Linked DNA regions of Columba livia: all the other regions are linked to region 2. Evidence: chromatin contacts called from public Hi-C data. All regions are on one chromosome and are shown on one strand. The core of a region is the stretch at or near the end of the contact, and the rest is flanking DNA. Distances in the headings are between cores, read along the strand shown. Region 1 has its middle 25 kb from the start of ZFP36L1. Region 2 overlaps RAD51B (RAD51 paralog B). Region 3 overlaps RAD51B (RAD51 paralog B).

Region 1 (3,483 bases), core at 503-3,002, 170 kb after region 2:
CCCAGTGACGGTCTCGCCCTAAGCAGACACTCAAAGTTCCAGAGATACTGAAGACCAGAAAAGCTTTCCACAAGGGAGTGTTTTCTTGGTAAATGAAATGGTGGGAAGTATTTGTTTGAATACGCGGGGATGATATTCCCAAACACTGCCTTTGAATTTTGGTGCTTATTCTTGGAGAACTCAGAATTGAAAATGGCCTGAACCTGCTTCTTGGAATAAAAAGGAAAACAAGTGAAGCCAGGATGCAGAGGAAGGGATGTGAAGGGGAACTTTTCTGCATGGTCTGAGGTTCAGAGGCTCTTGCCCCTGGGGCCAGGGAGATGGTTGCTAGCAAGGCAATGGTATTGCGTGGATGTTGGATGATGGCACATGGATGATGGAGGTGTGTTAGCAAGGCACTGTAGGAAGAGCAAGAGTGTTGTCAGTGCTGCCACTGGTGATGAGGAAGAACTGGGCACCTTCATGGGGGGCGGTGGATCCTGTCTTGGGGTGCTTGCCTCTGTGGAGTCCTGATATTGGCAGAGGACTGGAGTGTGGAGAGGCTGCCTTGTGGAGGTGGCTTGGTGAGGGCCAGAGGTCTCTGGGCAAGGCACACCTGGAGAAAGAGCCCTCAGCCTCCAGGGAATGACAGCCCTGTTACGAGACAGCTGCTTCAGGGCACTGGGTGGTGAAACGTAGCAGAAAAGCATTCCGCACAGAAGTCACACCCAGACAGGAAGAAATTTTCTCCAGACCAAGCCAAAAGCTCTTTCCTGAAGCCTCTTTCTCACCAGACTCCTTTGGAGGGGAGGCAATATTTAGAGTACACCTAACACTGGCTAGAAACGGGGTCATGGCGGGAGAAGGGTGCAGCTCCAGTTCTGGGAAGCAGCTGTGGGTACATGGGGTGGGGGGGCGGGGAGGATAAGGATGCTGGGGTGGCTGGTTCCTCAGTAGACAATTTTACGTTTCTCAGTCTAGCGCAGAAGAGAAACATTGGTAAGCTCTTGCTACTTCTAAGCCTTGCTAACCACTCTCCTCTTAAGACTAGCCTGTGCAGGTTTCCTGAGTTGTTGGTTTGTGGTTTTTACCGTTGCAATTTAGTATCTGGATCTCAGTTCAATTTCTCTGTCTCCTGCACTTGCCCTGCCAGCAGTCACAAAGGTGGGCAACTTGGGTCCTTGGTGAAGCTGTGCCTCTGTCCTTCAGAAGCTGTTGTGTGGATTTGGGAAGCTACCCCAGGGCTGCAGCTGGGCTGGAGAAACAGGTCAGCAGCCCTTCAGGTCAGTCCTCACAGTAGCCATCATGACAGAGGGACTTCCAAGGGCTTGAGGAAGTGATGGAGAGTCAGAGAGACGGGTGGGACACAGAACAACAGAACACACAGACTTGGCTTCCAGCAGGTCCTTTGAGAGAGCTGCACAAGGCTCAGCTCCTTGGTTGATTTTTGAGGCACCCTCCCTGCTCCCCTACCTCTTCCTTCCGCTCCCCGACAGGTGAGCGTGCAGGAAACCACACGAGGGGAGGAAGGCAGAGTTTCCAGTGCTCTAGTCAGGGGTGCTGTTATGGTTTTGTGTGCGTGTGTGGTTTTTTTTTCCACAAAGGCCACGGTTTGGGTCACCAGGGCTCTGTTGAGACGGATTTTGCCTGCTTGTGGCAGCGCGGGCGCAGCCGTGCGGCGGTGTCACAGCGCCACCTGGTGGGGCCCCGCCCGCCGCCGCGGACGGCGGGAACGGAGGGGCCGGGGCAGCCCCTGAGGGAGCCGGGCAGCCCCTGGGGGACTCGGCCCGGGGCAGTCGCTGAGGGACAAGGCCCGGGGCAGCCCCGGAGGGACCCGGCCCGGGCCCCCCACGGCAGCAGAGGTGAGGCCTTTGGCCGTGGTCACGGTGCGCTGGCCCTTGGCAAGAGCTCTGAAGGGCTGGATGCTCTTTGGAAGCACAGCCTGCTGCCATCCTGCAAACCGTTCTGGTCTTTGTCACAAGGTTTCTAGAGGTATTTGTGTGGTCCAGTACCTCTGTGTGTGTGTCTGTGTGCTTTTTTAATTTTCCAGGCTGTCAAATGCCAAAGGCTGCAATTTGTAGATCACAATAGATACCTGCTTTCTCTCCCATTTTTGGTGCCAGATAAAATCTGTTAACATAAATATGAAATTTCTAAATGACAAAATAATATTTGTGTATATCTACAAGGTTCTCTTTCCTCAAATAGCATTATTTGTGCTGGTAGGATGTAATGAAATGTTTGCCATCTTATAAAAGCCCGTGCTAGGGAATAAATTGCATTTTTCATACTTGGCTGTCCCCCCTGCATTCAGTCCAGTCACGCACCTCTGACTGGTCCATCCACTAATATGTCAAACCTCTCACCTGTTTAATACAGTGGCTGTTGAAATACGTACCAACAAGTTATGTTTCCATTCATTTCCAAAGCCTTAAATTTGTTATTTAAATGCCAAGAGACAACTATTACCAGAGGTTATTGCAGAGTGGTAGCAGACTGGTCTGTTACTAGGATTGTATTTCAGTTGCCTTAATGTCTTGTTTGCTTGTTGTGTTTTTTTTTTCTGATGTTGGAGTGTTCCACAATGGGGTTAGTTTGAAAGAATGTCTGTCTTCTGTTTGGTCATTTTAATACTTATTTATACTTCAAGTGATCTATTTGCCCTTAAACACTGCTATTTTTAATATTGTTTGAAGCTGGCTTAGCAGTTCCTTCTGAAGGAATAAATGACTAGCGATAACAGCGATGTGTTTTTCCTCTCAAGGACAGATAATTTGTGCAGATGCCTTTACTGTTTCTTCTTGGTCACTGCAATTGAGTCCTTTGTCTGGATGCTACTGGTGAGGTTTGCATAGTGGTGAATATATCAAGAATTGTTGGTACAGTTGTTGGTACAACATGTCACACGTTGTTGGTACAACGTCCTCAGACACATGGTGTGAACTGTGGGGTTGTCATATGCAGGGACAGGAGCTGAACTCAATGATCCTTGTGGGTCCCTTCAAACTCAGGACTTTGATTCTATGATTCTTCACAACCTTCACATGATCTGATAATAAGGTGTGCTAAAGCTTCCCTCAGGCACAGCATCGCAGCTGGTGCTCTGGTACCCTGAAATCTAATTGCCTAAATACTGAGCAAACCCCACTGTTAGGAAACTGCACAGTCATGGTGAAGAAGCGTGTGGGGCAGCTTTAGACCCAAGTCCAAGGTAGTCCTGGCTGCTACATAACGCCACAACTTCTTCCCCGTGAGTACAAGCAGAAACCACACTCACCACACTCTATTTCTGCACACAGCTATTGCTGTTGTTCAGGAAGTCCAGACAAATGCAGGGTAGGAAAGTGCACAGCGCAGGTTCGCGAGGCCTTAGCAGAGTTTAGTAAATTCACTCACAGTTTGCAAGGTGTTCACTGCGAGATCTGGGTTCTCAAAAGTTATATACTAAGTATCATCCATTCTCACGGGGAAATACAGCATAGTGTAATTATTTTGGTGTTAAAG
Region 2 (3,439 bases), core at 902-3,401:
CTACCTGGTCCATTACACAATAGCCCCATTGTAATTTCCTTAGGTATGATAACAACGTTATTGTCCCAAGTGACTTAATCTTTGCTGTATGGCCTTGTGATCTCGCTGTCATCTTTATAGCACCTCACTAATGAGAATGCTTCCAGCATTATGCTAGAGAGGGGGAAAGGAAACATCTTTCTTTATGAAGGACTATGCTCTCAGTCGTCACATGTGGTTAGGAGTGAGGAGGTCTGTTACATTCAAGGTTCACAGGTTCAAGGAATGGGAAATGGGATAGGGTGTTAGGCAGAATGAGAGATGGCCCCAGCATTGCACTTTGGGGGAGCTGACTTCTTTTTGAGTGGGGAGGAGAAGACATCTTCAGGAGCACTTAAAAGTATGAAAAAGGTAGAACAAATACAGAGACTAGAAAGAGGGGAAGGAGGCTCAGGAAAGAGATGGGGCAGACCTTGCTCATTGGGATGTGTATCTGTAAAAACAGGGCTGAGTATCTGGAAATGTGCTTTTCTGCAGGTTTTCAGGTTCCTGCTTCTCATCAACTCAGAAAGTGTATGCATGGCCTGTTTCATGATAGATTAGTGTTTCCGTGTGGAACCGTAAAGACCAGACATGCTTGAAGATGGGCAGGTGGCAAGAGAAATTATCTGAGCTTTATCAAAAGCCAAAAATCCAGAGAGATAGACGTTTGGTTTCGATTCTGGGCAGATGCTCAGGTCAAGTCTTATTTTATCCTAACCACTTCCCCTACCCTTAGGCGTGATATTTTCAGAGTGAAAGGATGGGCAAAGCCCAGGGAGATTCCAGAGCACGGCTGGTTTTGCAGCTGGCTGGACATGGAATTCATCAGCGACAGAGCAAGACTCGTTCTTCTCCTGCAGACAGAGCGAGGGCTCGGACTCTCACACGCACACAGAAACGCGCACGCACCAGAACAAACCAGTTCTCTCCAGTCTGCTGGGGAGGCTTCAGTTACAGTATCTGAAGCCAGAGATTCCATTTAAGCCATTCGGACCCTGGGCGCTGTAGCCCTGCCTGCCTCCTTCCTCTCTCAGCAAACAGCCAGAAAAATCCTCCCCCTCGCCTCCCTGCCTTCCCAGCACGCACAACACAAAAAGCAAAAACCGACCCAAGCTTGTCTCTGCAGCTGGGACTTATCAGCCAGAACACACGCATGTAGGTCATCCATGGGAACTCGGCAAAGTGTTGGATCAACGCGAGCAGTGAAGGGGGGGTGCAGGGCAGCGGGAGGAGCAGGGCCGGATTCTTTTTTTATCATTATTATTATTATTGTCTGCACTTTTAGAAAGGAAAAGGAAGAAAGATTACAGCAGCTTTTCTATTAAATGAAAAGATTAGCATGCCGTGGATGCTTTGCTGGGGCGTGATGAGATTTGCAGCAGATGAGTTGGTTGCTAGGCAATGCTAATGAAAAGCAGGCTTTCAATACTTCTGTGCTGTGTGGGCCCAAAAGTTATCTAGCCTCCCTCCTGCAGCCCCCCCCGCCCCATCCCATGCAAGCTCCCAAATATTTATAAAATCCTCACCAGGAACAAGAAGAGGCTGGACTGGGCTTTTGACAGCTCACTCTTCCCCAGCTGTCTGGGAGACACACACATATGCACATGTGCATGCACATAACACACAGCTTCGCTGATTTTCTTTTCCTCCTTATAGAGGAGGAGGTAATTGAAAGCAAACCAACAAACTTTTTTTCTTTAAAAAAAAAAAAAAAAAAAAAACGGAGAAAAGTGAGCAGAGGCTCCCAAACCAGCTCAGTCTCCGATTTCAGAGTTCAGTCAGAGTTTAGGCCTTGCATGTGTGCGCCTGTGCGTGTTGGGGGTAGGTATGTGTTTGTTTTCGATTTCTCTCCATGCGTTTTCAAGCTGGGCTCCAGCTCTTCCCCTCCTCCCGTCCTGCTGCAAGCCTCCTTTCGCTTTCAAGGCCTTCCGACACAATGAGCTTATTTTCCCATGTTCCCTTTGAAAGCCGGGGTACGTGCGTGAAACCTGCAGCCTCGGAGGGCCCTTTTAAATACAAGAATTGAATGTTGCTGAAGTTACAGACATGGTTTCTGCTATTTTTACAAATGACCCATGTCTCACTCCCATGCTCAGAAGTATCAGCATTCTTTGGTACCTTACCATCTGTCTCTCTCAACTGTTTTTTAAGTGAATTTAATGTTGGTGTGACAGCCTTGAAGACTGGTGTTTGCAGTTTGTTCCATATTCTCCTTATTGCTCTGGCTGGTGTGCCTCAATCCTAAAGCAAAGTCCTTTCATATCAACAAAAAAGGATATTTCCGTGGTCAGTTCTTTGCTAAAACTGCCAAAGAGGCAGCATTGAAGAAGGTCTAATTCAAAATAATCCAATCAAGTCATTTAGCCTTGTCATGAAAAAGAAACACTTCGAAGTTGCTGAGTTGCCTTGGGCCTCGAGGTTGGGCTTGGGAGCCTGCAGCAGCGCTGCCTTGCTGCACCACCACTGGAGATTCACCCATCCCCTGCCCCAGTGGATCACATTGGATGTGAAGGGCTATAGTCTCTCTTTAATGCCAATGTGTATTTTTCATGAACGCTTTTGGGGAGGTAAGAGGTTAGCATGGATTGGAAACAGAATTTAAAATTACTGTGAAGAGTGAATATGAGTCTCATATGGTGGTCCCATAAAGGTAGTCCAAGTTCAACTATTAACAATCTTGGTTGAGGTCTGCAGAAGCCACTGGCACTTGGCTTAATGAAAAGAAGAGCCTGTGGGGGTTTTTGTGGGATTTTTTTGTTTTGTTTTGTTTTAAAACGTGATGGAGCAGCTCTGTTTTTCCTGGACTCTTTCTCACTGATGCCAGTATGAATTCTTGATCAATAACAAATTCTTCGGGCAGCCAGACTTTGTGGGTCTGCTGCAGTGGTCTCTTTACACCGTATTTCAGATGTCAGAGGCCTATATGTTCTTTTTGTTCCTTTTCTCCTTTTTTCTACCATCAGCACTGTTTTAGTCAGTACTACATGGATAGATGGGATATTAAACCAAGGTCCTGATCGTGTGTGGTCATTAAAAATCTCAAGGCATTCCCTCCAGAAGTTAATCTTTCAATTATCAGTTAGGGGAATTCAATTTTGCTTCCATAAATTCTCCTGCTGTTTCAATTAAATAGGGATGGCCAATTTCTAAATGCTTGGGAATACAGCCAACTGCTGTGCGCAGACTGTGGGATGACTATTCAGGTAACGCTCCATTATTTGATGCAAGAATTTTGGTCCTGCAGGACACGTTACAGGACGTGTTAGGGAGAGTGGTAAGGGCAAATCAACCACATGCCCTTCCTCTTGTCCTTTGTCAGACCAAGCAAAATTCCTGGAGGGTTCCACGTTTTTCAAGCCTGGCTCCAGGCATTCCATGGCTGCACAGACATGCCTGCAAGGTATTGTTGACCATTATA
Region 3 (3,554 bases), core at 481-2,980, 170 kb before region 2:
TTGTTTTTTGTTCTTCAGAACCTAATCAAGTTTTACAGTAATTGTGCTGTACTCCTGCTTTGCCCATTGGTTAAAAACTGTTTACCAGCTAAGTCTGATGACTTCAGAAAAGCTGTTTGTGCTTTAACAAGTTGAGTTCCCTAGTATTCAATTATAAATCTTGTTATTTATTTAAAAAAATATTTTGGTTCATGGTTGACAAATCAGTCATGAAATCTTCTAATCTTGTCCAATGAGATTTGAAGAAATTATTTTTGGAAGTTGAAAAAATACATCGTGCAAATGTGAACACTGTTTTTCCTTGACTGAGTTCAGATAACGGTATGGTCTCTCAGGACATTAACAATATATATTTTGTGTCTCCTTTAGAATTAATGGTTTCAAAGGAAAAACTACTGCTTTTGAAATATGTGACTCTAACAGATTTGATGTCACGATCAGTACGTTTACGGTACACCTGCAATGCCGCTGCAGGCAGAGCTGCGGTGCGCACAGGCAGACCCGAACCAGCAGCCCCCAGAAGCACCCAGTGTTCCCAGCAAGCCAGGGCCCTGTGCCCCTACCCACACCTCCCTGCTGGCGTTGGGGTGAAGCTGCCACCAACGCGCCTGCTTGTGTGGCAGCCCCATTGCAGCTCTATTCTAAAAAGGACTTGGGGGGAAATGAAAGGAAGTCGCGGTCTTCTTGCTGATGATCAGGCCTAGACAGGTTTTGACCAGCTTTGCCAGGGCTTCTAGTTGTCTGCTGTTCCTGGACTAACATAGGTTAAGAATATTTATTGTCAAAATGTCAATGTATTTTAAGCACTGAGAAATACGGAATGTCCTCTGAAAGGCTTCATCATTGATACGTATCATCAGATGGATGAAAGAGGTTTCCTGTTGATTCAGGACTTTATACTGCTCTGCCAAAACAAAAGAAAGCATAGCTAAGCAAACCACAATAATTTTACCTTAACGCATCCTTGCCTTTGCTAAGTTTTCTTTAGTGAATAGTTGTGTGTATTTGTACATTACATTTCTGTGTAGATTTAACCATTCCGCTGTGCTAGTAACTTTTCGTTCTTATTACATCTAGAATTCTGCAGTACACGTTGACTGTGAAGATTTTAAATGTGCGGTTATATACTGAAAAGCAATCATGAAAAAAAATCACGATCCCCCCTATGCGTGACCTTCTGTGTCAAATATGTGTAGTCAGCAAGTCTGTGAATGCCCTTTTTTTTCCACTGGTATTACAAGCTCCCCCTGGGATCCTGAGAAGCCAGGTGTATCCCAGAAAGCTGGAGAAGTGGAGGGGGACCATAAACCAAACTCTAACTTTGGTCTGTAAATGTTTATTCCACAGTCGTTACAAATAATGTCTGAGATTAAAATGTTAAAGAGGTTATGGAAAAAATAATTTTATTTTCCTTATCTTATAGATTTAGTCAGATTAGCATTTGTGTCTGGATACTCAGACAGTGCTCCCACATAAGTTTTGGTTTGTGAAAGGAAAGCTGTCGAGACCTCAAAAGATTATTTGTTTAAATCCTTTATTTCAAAATTATAAGCTTTAAAATAAAATAAATATTATGTCAATATTTGTTCACTGATGCTGGAAACAGAGTACAATCTAGCTTGCCTTTTTGTAGCTGCTTTGATGCTGTTTGAGCAAACAGGAGTTAGGGTTTGCTTTTGTTGCTCAGTCATGGCCGAAGAATGATTTGGAGTTGCTCAGTGAGTTGCTGTATTGAATTAAAATTAGCTAATGGTGCCGTTTCACACTATCACCAGATGCTAAATGAGTGTTCTTCTTTGAAATGAAAGGAATGTTGTACGTATCTAGTCCTGAACCCTTTTTAACTTGAAGCTCAGAACGAAAGCATTCCAGGTTGTTAAGGAAAAGCAAGTCTGCCGTTACCATATGGTTTCCTTTAAAGTTATTTGTGCTTGAAAAGTCTGCATTGTATTAAATTTGAAACAATGTAAGTGCTGTAGTATTTGGCTCTTTTTCAGCAGGATAACCTTTGAAACATAATTCCATAATGTGGAGAACCTGCTGTTAAGCATTGTTATTCATCTATAAATAAAGTTTTATAAAAGAGCTTTCACTTTCCACAGCTGTTAATAAAAGAAATTTAAGGCTGGCAACAATGCCCCAGCTTGTGTCCTGCATTTAGTTGTTTATCCATCTCTTTGTTGAGACTAATTTTGATTTTTTTTTTTTCCCACATAGTAACCTCCTATAATGTCAGATTAAGACTTTAGGATCAGATGTACCCGGAAAAAGAGATCAGTGCTGTAAACTTCATGTGCCTTTCATAGCTTCAAGTTGATATTCATAGAAGGATGAATTATCAGAACGGGGAAGGTAAAGTCACTTGTTGTCCTAAGGGCTGAAATCTTTGCTTTCTTTATCCCAAACAGAATGACAGAGCCAGAGGCATTGCAAACTTTCCCTCTCATATACATGGTTTATTTCTTTCTGAACTTGTGACCAGTTCTGTAGGAGGGGAAGCTTTAGTCTTCAGTTTTGTTTGGTCCTTTGCCTGTTGAAAGCCGCTAACAAGAGCAGCGGTTGGTACCAATTGCCATGTTTTGTTTCGTTTTTCCGTGATCCCAAAAAAATGTCTAGTACAAACTGGACCATGACCACCCACTCATTTCACATGAGCCATGGATCACTTGCCAGATGGCAAAGACTAAGGAACATAAGATTTCCTACAGCAGATCCGTCTGTCTGTCTTTTGCATTGTGTTTAGCTCCGAATAAGGCACCAGCTCCTCCCCTGTCTCACCCTGTCCTTGCAGTGGGGCGGTGAGTGGGGAAATACTCCCATGACGACTGTGGCAACTCTTCATATTCTGAGGTATGAAATTCCATTGTCCTTATCTGAGTTTGCATAAATACGGTGTTGGTTTTGGTTAATCAGCCCTTTTCCTAAAGGAACATTGCATTATGATTTTGTCCCAAGCTGAGTTCTAGCAAATGAAAAGCCCCAAGAACCACCCTCCCACTCCCACCTTTGCAGGCCTCAAGTGAAAAGAAATATTTCCGTTGCTGTATAAAAACCTCTATTTCAAAAGGTGGTTTTGAGTAATGCACCTTGACAGTTTGCCACACGAATGTCACTTTATTAGTGTAAATGTATCATGGTGAACTGGCTAGAAATACATACAAATTCATCAGAGTACAGGTCCACTCTGCTTCTGTCCAAGCTGAATGAAATGCCTGATGTAAGGCTGAAATCTAAGTTAAAATGGAAACTTTAATATGCTGGATAAGATCTTTTCAGTAGACTACAATGCTGATCCAGGAAGACTCACACTTTGAATTCAGTCAGCCTTAACATATGGTTGAAGTCTATGCTTTAGGTCTTTTTAAATCCTACTCTCTGGCAAGGCATTAGTATTTTTGCTTCGCATGTAGAAAAAAGAGGGAAGCAGAGTTGACACAAAATTCTTGCATTATAAACTTCATACATTTCAAACACCCTAATTTTTGCAGTTTGCATTTGTTAGAGAAGAGCTGAGTATCTTTTTCTAATCTCCTTATACTTGCCAAAAATAGATG

Evidence for each region. A called contact is a pair of places that touch in the nucleus more often than the background predicts.
Region 1: a Hi-C map of crop shows a contact between it and region 2, with 2.0 times the contacts expected there. The contact joins two enhancer-like sites. A contact is called at or near these places in 2 of 2 Hi-C or Micro-C datasets (crop and liver).
Region 3: a contact with region 2 is called in a Hi-C map of liver, with 2.0 times the contacts expected there. The contact joins two enhancer-like sites. A contact is called at or near these places in 2 of 2 Hi-C or Micro-C datasets (crop and liver).

What each region holds. Positions count from the first base shown.
Region 1 is chr5:36,937,524-36,941,006 of bColLiv1.pat.W.v2, forward strand. No RefSeq gene overlaps it. Among named protein-coding and RNA genes, the nearest start is that of ZFP36L1, 25 kb to the left of the region's middle. Within about 2 kb of position 1,753, at least 3 of the 3 cell types and tissues checked have an H3K27ac peak away from gene starts, as active enhancers do.
Region 2 is chr5:36,769,375-36,772,813 of bColLiv1.pat.W.v2, forward strand. The region is part of intron 13 of RAD51B (RAD51 paralog B); the gene reads left to right. LOC135579575 (a long non-coding RNA gene) reads right to left here. Exons shown (of 3, transcript XR_010472958.1): 1 at 1,548-3,439. Among named protein-coding and RNA genes, the nearest start is that of ZFP36L1, 140 kb to the right of the region's middle. Within about 2 kb of position 2,152, at least 2 of the 3 cell types and tissues checked have an H3K27ac peak away from gene starts, as active enhancers do.
Region 3 is chr5:36,601,886-36,605,439 of bColLiv1.pat.W.v2, forward strand. All of the region lies in intron 9 of RAD51B (RAD51 paralog B), which reads left to right. Among named protein-coding and RNA genes, the nearest start is that of RAD51B, 190 kb to the left of the region's middle. Within about 2 kb of position 1,731, at least 2 of the 3 cell types and tissues checked have an H3K27ac peak away from gene starts, as active enhancers do.